2 separate regions of the Hordeum vulgare genome follow, and region 1 is linked to region 2. A link is a contact called in public Hi-C data. All regions are on one chromosome and are shown on one strand. The core of a region is the stretch at or near the end of the contact, and the rest is flanking DNA. Distances in the headings are between cores, read along the strand shown. Region 1 has its middle 44 kb from the start of LOC123442100. Region 2 has its middle 21 kb from the start of LOC123445353.

The links. A called contact is a pair of places that touch in the nucleus more often than the background predicts.
Region 1: a Hi-C map of leaf shows a contact between it and region 2, with 4 times the contacts expected there. The contact joins two enhancer-like sites. A contact is called at or near these places in 4 of 6 Hi-C or Micro-C datasets (leaf, seedling and an unstated tissue).

Annotation. Positions count from the first base shown.
Region 1 is chr3H:583,843,928-583,849,978 of MorexV3_pseudomolecules_assembly, forward strand. It overlaps the pseudogene LOC123442099. Among protein-coding and RNA genes, the nearest start is that of LOC123442100, 44 kb to the right of the region's middle. Within about 2 kb of position 1,949, at least 2 of the 3 cell types and tissues checked have open chromatin away from gene starts, as enhancers often do. A contact at or near this core is called in leaf and seedling, where this site is marked.
Region 2 is chr3H:583,785,941-583,792,026 of MorexV3_pseudomolecules_assembly, forward strand. No RefSeq gene overlaps it. Among protein-coding and RNA genes, the nearest start is that of LOC123445353, 21 kb to the left of the region's middle. Within about 2 kb of position 4,086, at least 2 of the 3 cell types and tissues checked have open chromatin away from gene starts, as enhancers often do. A contact at or near this core is called in leaf and seedling, where this site is marked.

The sequences.
Region 1 (6,051 bases), core at 699-3,198, 56 kb after region 2:
GCCAGATTTGAAAAGGGCGAATAGCTGGTTCCACTGGCAATCATTCATGTCATCCCAGACATCATCTAAAATAAGCAGAACCCTCTTTGATTTAATATAACCTTTCAAGACCTCCTGAAGCCTGGCAAAGCTGTACATCCCTTCATGTGTTCCTTGGGAGACAAAATCCAATATCTCTCTTGAGATTCTCGTTTCATCAAATTTCTTGGACACCGAAATCCATATTCTGTGGTCAAATTGACTTTCCACAGATGGATCGTTGTATACCAGTTGAGCAAGGGTTGTCTTCCCAACACCACCAATGCCTAAAACAGTCAGAACAGTTACAGTGCTGGATGATTTGTGTCCTTTTATAAGCTGTATGATTTTTCCCTTTTCATGATCTCTCCCATAAACTTTTCCCTGAACAAGACTTGATGTTCTACGGTGTGGATGTTCTACATGGTGATTTGAACTTGCGCTAGAGTCTGACCCAAGTATCATCAGAGCCTCTCTCACATCTCCTCGGATGCCTTGCAACTGATGAGTTATGTCTTTTATCCTATTGGAAAAGTTGTTCTTGTCCCAAGTGTATGTGTCAGATGTGGTGCCGTGTTTTGGCTCCTCAACCCCAACCCCTCTCATGTTTCTGGTGGATGAAATACCATCAGTTGCAGTAGAAGGAGTACTTGCAGTAGCATCACCAGTGCTGCAATAAGAGAAAAAGATGATGGATTGGCTGTTAGAACCACCATAGATGTATACAGGAGAGTCTTAAAATGTGCTGGCGACCCATGAAGATATAAATTTCTCAGTTACCTTGAAAGGTCACTTGCTCCACGTTTCTTCTTACAACTTTTACTCTTGAGATGCTTGCGCAAAATAGGTGTCCCCTTGTCAGTTGTGCACTCAACCACTACACCGCAGTGCTTACATATTGCTCTGACAGGCCCTCCATTTCCAGCAAACTCCTCGATATCAAAGTGTCCCCAGGACTCGGACCGTAATCTGTCAACACTGCTACTCTCAGTCGATCTCTCCACTTGCAGTGATCCATGTGCATCTGTTTCGTCATGGTCATGCCTTGTGCCTGTACCAAAAGAAAATATGGAACAAAAATTTAACTCTCTTTTTTTTTTGTGAATGAACGGAAATTTAACTCTTGAGCTATTTACTCTATATACTTTGTGCTCCCTCATTTTCTTTTCATTTCGCATACTATGTTTTTTCTTAAGTCAGAATTTTGAAGTTTGACCAAGTTAACATTCAGAATATATCAAATTAACATCATTAGATCGATCAAGCAGTAAATCTTCATGGTGTATTTATTTGGTATTGTGGGTGGTGATATCTTCTAACCTAATATAAATTTGGTCAAACTTAACAAACATAGTACCCGGAGTAAAAGGAACGGGTGGAGTGCTTGATTTCCGAAAAATCAACACAGTAGGCATTCAAAAAAAAGAAAAAACTTAGCGCCGGCGAGGTCACCGGAGAAGGGTGGTGATCTGAATGGTGAACTATTCTGCAGCGACGGGGCCACAGTTGGATGGATCTAGGGGACACGCTTACCTCCTTCCAATTCCAGCTGCTGCTGGAGCCTCAAGTAGTCGAGCTCGTCCACCAGATCCTCCGCGCCGTAGAGCAGCTCCCTGATGCGAGCGAGTGATCGGGCTAGCGGCTTGTTCCCGATCGCTCTCCCCTTGACAGCAGAGACCACCATCTCGACTCCTTCGACCTCGGATCTGAGCCTCTCGATGTCATCCGCGAGCCCAGCCCGGCGAATCCAAGCATCGAGCTCGCCGCCAGCTAGGAGGATGGCATAGATGGCCTGCACCAGCCACCCAATCGCGGCCTCCAGCGAAGCTTCTTCCATCAGATCCAGTGGAGAAGCAGTGGCGGCGGGTGGGTGGAGCAGAGCACTGAGAGTGAGGGCAGACTAGCAGAGGCAGTAGTATGCAGCCGGGAGTCCTTTTTTTTTTTAAATCTGACAGCCGGGAATCTTTAAGATGGAACTACTGGTTAGTTTACTTATGAGGTAATAGCACCTCAGATCCTACAACTTACACATAATGTGATGGTTTGATCCTGGAACTTGCAAAGTGCACCTATTTCATCCTAGAACTTGCTTCTCTTGTGCAGTTTTAGTCCACAGCGAATCACAGCGCGCCAAGTGGATAGAGTGGGCAGGGTTGGTGGTTTTGCAAAGTAGCCCTTCCATTTGTCAGTTATTAGGGTATGTTCCGCTCAAGCCAGATCAGGGACAGTCACACAAAGAAACTGATGGTGCCCCACCAAAAAAAAATCTGATGGTAAATTTTTTGAAAGAAGCGAGACACAAGGAATAAGTATATCATTGCAACTTCAGAAAACAGGCTTCACATACCACTCCGGTACATAAAGCAAAGGTCTTGCTCACAAAAAAATGAGTATAGTGCAGCTATGTTCCCCTCGACACAGAAAAACATTTAGCTCAGTAGCTCTTGCTCAAAGCATGCTAACTTCCTTTTAATGAGCACCTATAGATCGTTCCTGTTTGTTCATATGCAAGTCCCACATCATGAGCTTGCAGTCATCACTAATGGACCCAAATAGGTTCCATCTTTTTCAGTAAGGATGCTTGCACAAAGAAAAGATCTTCCCACTATGGTAAAAGTTGAGCTTAGAACAAACTCTAGTACTGCAGCTATACTCCACTCAGACACAGAAAAACATTTAGCTGAGCAAAAAGTGAGCATAGAACAAACTGTAGTACTGCAGCTATGTTCCCGTCAACACAGAAAAAACATTTAGCTCAACAACTATCAATTAAAGCATGCTTACTTCCTTTTGGTGCGCAACTATAGATTGTTCTGGTTTGTTTGTACGCAAGTACCACATCATGAACTTGCAGTCATCGCCAACAGATCCAAATAGGTTTTCATCCTTAAGGTGCCAAGCAACATCTTCAACGACATCCTCATGAGCCTGCATAAACATAAAATTTAACTAGGTATTTAACATTGCAAGCCATGCCTACATACTCATGATTGTGAAGATCATCATATCCAAAAATAAACATACATACACTCTTATGTCGCATGTGTAAAACAGAACCATGCAATTACGATTTTGGATTTTGAACAAGCAAGAGAAGCACAGAAGTAATGGATAGCTTAAGAAATCGTGATTGTGAAGATCATCAATCATCATATCCAAAAAATGTGGATCCAGGCATAACAGTTACACAAGTCACGTTTCCACTGTGGGCCATCTTCACAGATGTATGTTTTTACTGACAAAAGAAGGTGTTGTCAAAAATAATATGACTAATAAGGATGGGGAGCTACGATGCTCCGGCTGGAGAATGGTTGATGGAAGTCAGTCATACTTCTATGCTATTGTTAAGTTAGTTTGGTCTGTTTCTCAGTGTTCAGCTGATGCTGGTCTTTGTAATGAGCAAGTACTTTGTAATGATGGTTTCTGAACATGTCGTTTTAGTTTAAGCTGTTGTAGTAGTTTTTTTGTAAGCTCAGTCCTTGACTGTAAGGCTTGTGATCGGAGGCTGATCTGGGGCGAAGAAAATCATTTTATTTGGAAATAAGTAGGGACTATAGCAATTTTAACATGCGAGCCAAATGATGCAAGACTCACCACCTACTTGCTTAAAAAAAGGAAAAAGGTCTCCAGCCTCTGCACTAATTTTTTAAAAGGCATGTACTCAACTCAGTAAGTCTTTTCAAATAGTAGAAAATTGTGTTTTCACTATCCAGCTAAAACAATATTTTTCCTAGTATGAAACCACTGCAAACAACAAATAAATTTATTCAAGTCCAATCTTCATATTAAAGCACCAACAGAAGTGATGAATTGTAGTGGCAACCAAGCTAATGGCATTCTATTTTAATTGCTTAATAAGAACTATCAACTATGAGCCTTTTGTTGAGATCATGCGTTCTCATGTTATCGCGGCGGTTGATTAATCTGAAGTCAGGAGAGACCACTTCTTTGATTCCAAATGAATTGTGACCTGATGAATAATAACAGGAAGAGCACAACTCTTGCCCGACACAAATTGCTATTTTATAAATAAAATCAGAGAAACATTATTTTCAATATGCCTGAAAAGTGAATAAAAATGACATACAATACGTTTCTGGTGCAAGATTAATGTGCCCAGCCTGGTTATCCTCCATATACGGAATAACCAAGTATATCAAGGGAAGTTTCAATATATTACGTTTGCAGACAGTAGACAAAACAGTGAATGAAGTGGTGACTTCGACTAAATTTGCTCATCCATTCGGGGAGATTAAGTTGCATTTCATCATATTATCCTTTCACATATAGTGGTGTGGGTATGGAAAACGAAGGACGACATAATTCATGGTTGATTTCTTGGCAATGTTCTGACTTATGAGTTATGAGTTGAGTGCTTCGGGTATCCACAGGTCTTATGAAGCCTGAAGTGTTAATTTTGAGTAATTTGTAATGATGGTTTTTGAAACTGTCATTTTAGTGTCAGCCGATGTAGTAGTTTTTGCGTAAGCTAGGTCCTAAACTATAAGACTTGTGGTTGGGGATGATCTAGGGCCAAGAAGCTCATTTTATTCGAAAGCAAAAAGAAGTACGACTGTACCAATATTAGCATGCTAGGCAAATGACGCAATGCTCACCAGCTACTTGCAAAAAAAAATGGTCTCCAGCCTCTGCATTATTATTTTTTAAAGCAGGTACTCAACTCACCAAGTCTTTCCAAATAATAAAAACTATGTTTTCACCATCCATACCCTAATAACTGACAAATGGAAGGGCTACTTTGCAAAACCACCAACCCTGCCCCACTCTGTCCACTTGGCGCCCTGTGATTCGCTGTGGACTAAAACTGCACAAGAGGAGCAAGTTCTAGGATCAAATAGGTTCACTTTGCAAGTTTCAGGATCAAACCATCACATTGTGTGCAAGTTGTAGGATCTGGGGTGCTATTACCTCTTTACTTATGGATTCAACTACGTTGCATGCTCGTGCTTCCATGTGGCAACTCGCATGCACATATATCACGTAGAGATTCTCTTCAATGCTTGAAATTTTTTAAAAAATATCTTTAACACCATTAATTTAATTGATGATATGTTTTCATCGTTGGTTTTATCGCGATAAGATCTTTGAAACTAGATTCCATGTCGACATGTTTCGACAAACTTTTTTTTCCTTCCGTAATCGTCACATTGTTTCACTCACTTGTTATATTATTAACCATTTACTTGCCTAATAAAAATAACTTAATTGTCATATTTTTTGATGTCGTTTCGTGTAAAGATTGTCACTCTCACGTGATCATACTTATTTATTTTTCTCATACTTATCACATTTGTTGCATTTACTTATCATATTAGTAAGTACTCCCTTCGTTCCAAAATAAGTGACTCAAAAGTCATTTTTGAGTCCCTTATTTTGAGACGGAGGAAGTACTAACTTGTCTGTAAAAAATAACTTAATCACCATATTTTTTTGGAAATTACGTATAAATATGACATCTTGATATAATTGAACGGGCAAGCACAAACAGCTTTTTTGGAACGATAACGTGCAAGAAATATGACAACTCAACATATTTAAAACCGACGACCACAAAAAATCTTTTTTGTTTTTGGTAATTGTTAGTAAATATGACAAGTCGGCGTAGTTAAACTAGCAAGCACACAAAATATTTTTCTGGCAAAATTGTATGTAAATATGACAAGTTGACATATTTAAAATGGCAAATCAAACATATGACATACGTTTATATCATGTATAATAAAAATTGCTACAAGGCAACAATTATTTATCAAACATGGTCGTCGGGTTTAAGCAAGCGCAATTGCAAAAAATCTATACACACGGTTGTCAAGTTGACAACTAAGTTAATTAAATATGGCTATTAAGTATCTGATAATTTAACAACTAAATAATAGTAATCTCACAACTATCGACGAAAAAAAAGTTATCGAAATATGTCGACATGGGATCTAGTTTTGAAGATCTCGTTGCGAGAAAGCTAACGACGAAAACGGATCGTCAATTGGATTTATAGTTTAAGAGATAAAACTT
Region 2 (6,086 bases), core at 2,836-5,335:
CATCAACATATTTGATGAGAAAAGGAATAAATGACTCACAATGCCTCTGATATCATTTGATTTTGTATGCTTATGTGAAAAAAACAAGAGTGAGTAAATATTTGTCTAACGTAGGTGATTCCGGGCAGAAAAAAGATGCATGTTAATTGACCCCCTAAAACATGACAGAAACGATTGAACAATATATCGATGTACCTGAATTTCTGAAACAAGACAAGAGCTATTGATTCCATGGAGAGGAAAACACGTTTTTTCCACAACACCTCTCCGTTTCTCTCTCTAAATAAGACATGTGGCTTGTTTGCAGGAAGCTGGGACTGAAGGGGAAGAGAGTTATGTCCAAGGCAACTTGTCTATTGGTGGTGATGAAGATTCATAGGGTTTGTTGCATGCTAATGATGCAATTCAAGATGCTTCAGATCGTGGAGATTGGTCTTCGCAGCCACTGCCGCCTTATGTTGGTATGGTGTTTAACACACCTGAGGATGCCCAAAAATTCTACAACGACTATGCCTTTAAGTTGAAGTCCAGGACAAATATATGTTCTTCAAAGTTCAACCAGAAAAAAGACCAGAAGAAAGAGGACGCAATTCTAACCAAGAGAGTCTTTGAGTGTGTGTATGCTAAAAAGCCCGGTAAAGCATAAACGAGTAGAATCTCGAAAAGCATTGCAATAGAAAATAACAACTTTAGCAGGCAGCCTACTGCTGGAATGGATGTTGTTTAGAAATGGATGGCTGGTACATTTGCAAAATAGTATTTCTATTGTTTAGAAATCAAATCACACTCCATTTCTCACATTCTCAGACTTCCATCAACAAAGTTGTTTGCTTATTTATTTTCTGTCTAAATAAAACCAGGTAATATATTTTGAATCAAATTTTTGTTGTCGGAATTGTTTTGACTGGCATCATTGTTTTAGTTAGATGTTTTACCGTGCATCAAGTTTTGAGTATATTTTAAAAGGCAAAAATATATTTTCAAAATATCTTCAACATTGATATCCTTTCAAAGGTCTCATCAAGTTAAATACAATAGTCAAACTAATCCAAAATTAGACATTCGGTTTAAAATATATCACCCATTTTTTGTTTGAGCCATAAAAACCCAAACGTATATGGTTGTAGCAGGGAGAGATGTGAAGTGCGAATTCATTTTTACAAAGTGAATAGTTCTCTCTGCAAAACGGTATAGGCTAATTTGTGATCAAATCTGGACCATTCCTTTGTCAAATATTGGCCCAAAACCTACTAGTGCACTGGGTGCAAAGATTTACTTGGTGCATAGGATATGTTCTCTATCTATGCTAGACCTTTTCCCTATCTATCTGCTATGCATATGGTTTCCCTATGTTGCAGCCGCACAACTATTAGAGCATTTACAACCGAAATTTGCAAATTGAGCCCTCAAACGTCCGCGGACGCTCCCGCGGACATTGACTGGATATGCCTCAAAATTTTCGATTTGCAACCACATACCATATTTTTGAAACATCAGATACATGGAAACACATGCACATCGATCATCACGTCCGTGTTCGGCTGGCGGGACACCAAAAATACTTGAAGATTTTGATATTCGTATTGGCTTGATGGGTTTTAGATGTTATTAGTCCCACCTCATTGCCTTATGAGCTAATCCACCGGTAAATAGCCGGGTCGTCTAATTGTGACAAACTTCGGTTGTCATTGTATCATTTGTGAAGCATATGGATGTTGAGTACGAATCTTCTCTGCTTATGACAAAGAAGATTCGTAGACACGGTCTATTTCCTTCATAAATGAAACATTGATGTTTGCATGGCTCTTTTTTATTCATAAAATATATTTTCACTGCTCTTTTGAAATCATACAAAAAATCATTGTAGTATGACATCAACGTACATGAATGAGGTAAACTTGACACAATGAGATTTGATCCACCTATGCAATTAACAGAGAAGCTTGTTACTATCCAGCGGCGCGGGCAAGAACACCTCCTCTTCGGGTGGCCATAGGTGGAATTGCTATGAAATGGAGTGCATTGCCTGGCCGCACCCGGTCGTGTTCAAACGCCTTCATATCGTCCCTATACTTTGTCTCGATTTGAGGGGTGCCTGTCAGTCCAGACGTATAGAGACCAAATGAGGGGTCCGGTTGAGTCATATTTTATTGACCGGACGGGTGTTTCGGACGTTTAGGGAGGGAGTATGGGGTCTGGCTGTAGACGCTCTTAGTGCTTGATTACTTCCATCCGTTGTTGATCTTCACTCCCAAGAAATATCAGGTGGTGGTGATGACGGGCATATATGATGGGAACACAGCTCGTCGGCCGGCGACCAAGATAATGGCATGGGCCGAGGGCACCAGCTCCCGTGTCCATGTTGTTGCGCTTGCTAGATAAATTCTGGATCCATATAAGTTACTCTTTCATTCATATACATCGTTTCAGTCATGCATGTGACCTCCTTTGTCCTTTGCACCGGATGCAACGACTACTAAAATAAAATCACATTTACACTTCAAAATCCTTACACCAATCTCATCCCTAAATATTAGGGACCCACTAAGTTCGGTCTCACCCTTGATATATGGTACCAATCTATCTGTCTAGTGGTGTTCTTACCATGGCCCTTCACCTACACCATCATTCAGAGATAGAAAGGAACCAATGGCACTTAAGATTTAGGATTTAGACACGTATAGCACGTTTGGAATAGGAGGCATACAGAAATGTGTTCATTCACGCCGTGCCACGACTGGTGTGAATGACCTAATTACGGCCATCGTGGCATGAACTATAGCTAGGCTGAAGGAACAGCGACGATGACACATCGTTTCGGAAAGAGACTAGGAGCTGCACGTCGATGAAAAGCAAATGTATGCCTTGGGACTATCTTTGCTCTCAAGCTCTTCCCTATCTCAAAGGGGGCACTTATTCGTTGTATTTTTTTTCGTAGAACAGTGGTGTTGTCCGTGGTCTTTTTGGTCCTTTTATTTTTTGTAGCTACTTACTGGCAAAGCTAAATGTCAATTTAGAAACAAAATAAAGCCCACGTGAATTAAGCTTGACGATATAAATGACAAATTCAGCATGAATGGTGTCTCAAAAAAGAGAGGCAAAAACAACACTACTCACATATTTTTCTATGTGTATTTTTAATTTGAATTTGAATTTTTTAGGGTTGTATACGTCTTATGAACATCCACAAAAAAATCACTTTTTTTTAAAGATGAAAATTTGATTTTCCAAACGTGGGGTCACGGGAGCATGTGATATTCTCCTCCCTTGGGTGTTCCTATGACATACAATTATGATGATACCCTTGTTGTCGGCGCGTGTAGTTTGGTACTTAGTTGCATCCAATTGCCCTCCCACTGTGGATCTTCTCTCCAAAGAAAAAAATATGGTGGCCAGCATATATGGTCGGAACATGGCTCGCGCCGCCGATGGCAAAGAGAATTGCGTGGGCAGGGCACCACCTCCCATGCCTATGTTGTTGCTCTTGTTATCTCTGCGTGTAGCGAAGAGTATCATAAACTATTATCATGCATATGACATTATCCTTGTCCTGCATAGTATCCTAACTTACTATTTTAGACCTTTCATAGTCGGGGTATCATATGTAATATCACGTTGCCTCATAAAATCCTAACTAGGCATATTGGTGCAATGTCATGGCATTAGTTGAAGAAAGAAAAGATGCTAGTATCATATTCTCATGCATGACACATAAAAACAAGGAATTTTTTAGCAAAATTGTCTAGTCGGTATGCATGATACTTATTATAGTCCCATTACAACTGATCTAAGTCATTCACTCATTCACATCGGTGTAGAGGCGGAAGCCCGTCTTGCTCCCCGCTGCGAAGCAGCAACCGTCCTGGCTGTAGGAGATGTGGAGCAGGTCCGTGGCCGCCGGGAACGACTTCTCCACATTGCCGCATGCGGCGATGGCGGCGTTAGTGGCGGTGGCGGATGAGACAGGAAGGAGACCGTGGCGGTGTCATCGCCATCCTCCTTGTCGCCGGACAGGATGGGCTCGATCCCGTTGGTGGGGAGCGACGGTGGCTCCGGGCCCTCGTCCTGCGCTTCCGGATCTAATGCGTCCGCCACCGGCTCACGCGTCTTCGGTCCCACACGGGCTTTCAGACCTTGGTCTCTCACCGTGCCATGGGCTCGGGCGGCAACGGGTCCACGAGGAACGAGCTGGGATTTGGTAGTCTGAACTGTTCCAAGGAGGTTGCGGGCATGCGGCACGGCTGTAAGGGTTATGAATAATTACACAACTAGCTTAGGTCACTGGCAAGTAGGGCCCGCAGTGCCATCTGGGTCGGTCCTGGGCGCGAGCTGGCACCCGGCAGCACAGCTTGTGAAATGTCGGTTTTGTCGGTCTGAGCGGGTTGGATGGCTTGGAGGGGGAGTCAATGCAGCGGGTACCTTTCATGTTGTCCGGGCCATAGTGTCTCACACATACTCTACTCGGTAATGTTGGCGACGAGTACGTCACTAACCCTTGAGTAGCACGGACCAAGCTTTGGTTAGATGGTTAAGACGACATTCATATCCTTTACTCATCAAAAAATTAAGTCGTAGCTTTGATATTGATGCTCATACTATTTTGCATTTATTTCAGACCTTTCGATAATGTAAATTCAGTGAAGAATACATTTCCGTTGACTACGAAGACTTCTATAACAACTTCATCTATCTCAAGATAAAGTACCAACTCAGTCTTTTATAAATGTTCATGGGTGTGAATTCTAAAGAAAAGTAAAATATGCATGTACACATTGATGTCCCGCGTAGCCTTTTAGTCCCGGTTTGGGACACGAACCGGGACTAAAGGCTCCTTACGGACCGGGACTAAAGCCTCAAGGGAGGCATTGAGAATTGAGGCGACGTGGCTGGGCCTTTAGTCCCGGCCCAAAGGCAGGCCGGGACTAAAGGGTCCCGGCCAAAGGCCCGTTTTCCACTAGTGCCATGGTTCCATTCACACAACGGGTTCCTAGTTTCATCAACCGTAGAGGCGCAGTGACGTTCCGTGGTGACCATGGCATCATGTGTGGTTGTGAGCACAAAAGAGAAGGAGAAGATCAGAGAGGAGGGAGAAGAAGCATGGGGTTGAGAGGAGAACGAGGGGAGAGGGGCGGGCCGAGGAACGGCGACGTGTCGTAGCTCGTAGGGGCACGCCAGTGATGCGACACGAGGAGGAGCGGCTGCTCGGACGCGAGGCAGAGGAGCTCTTCCATGGGGCATGGGCTCGGGCGAAGCAGGCAGGAGGCCGCGTCCTCGCCGGGACGGAGCGCACCGGAAGCATCTCCCCTTGTCGGGTCCGGGCGAGGTAGGGCACTGGGACGACATGCATGAAGGCTGGGCGGCGTGGTAGGGAGGGGTCCGACAGGTGGCGTCGGACATCGACGGCGAGCCGAAGGTCGACGGACGTCGACGATGCGAGGATTGGAGTCTTCTCTGTTGCTGCTTTGGGACCTGCTCACCACCTGTTCCTTGTGCTGCTCCTCTTCCACCCCCGCGTGACCGACCGATCTCCCGATCCATACATTATGATGGCCAGCACCGACGTCAACAACAAGCCCGAGGGGCCCATCGACTCCGAGGAATGCTGCGTGGGGAGGCGCCACCGCCTCGCCCCGAACCGATACGTCCACGCCGCCAGCGCCTCCTCCACCCCCACTCCGACTGAGGAAGGGGAAGTACTCCTACTATCCCCACCGCCCACCCTCGGAGGGCTTAGAAGAACGGCCCGAAGGCAAGGCCTACGGCGTGGCCGATCCGATGCAGTGGCCGCGCGCGGAGCACTTGGCCGATGCTGGCCGCTGACGCATCGACTGTTGCCTCGTCGTGGCCCATGGGGTTCAGGTCTATTCCAAAAGCGCCATCAGGAATCGGTGGTACTTGTTGCTGCTTCTCTTGGAGGCACTGCTCGCCACGGCGGTGGGAGGCTTGCTCGTCGACCCGAAGAGGCCGGCGTGCCGCACAGGCGAGCCCGCGGCGGTGGACAGTGGCCTGGGCTCCGAGTCCAACGACGACGCGGCAAACTAGTTGCTTGTGTCCTCACCATCATTCATAGCAACCGTCATGTCACT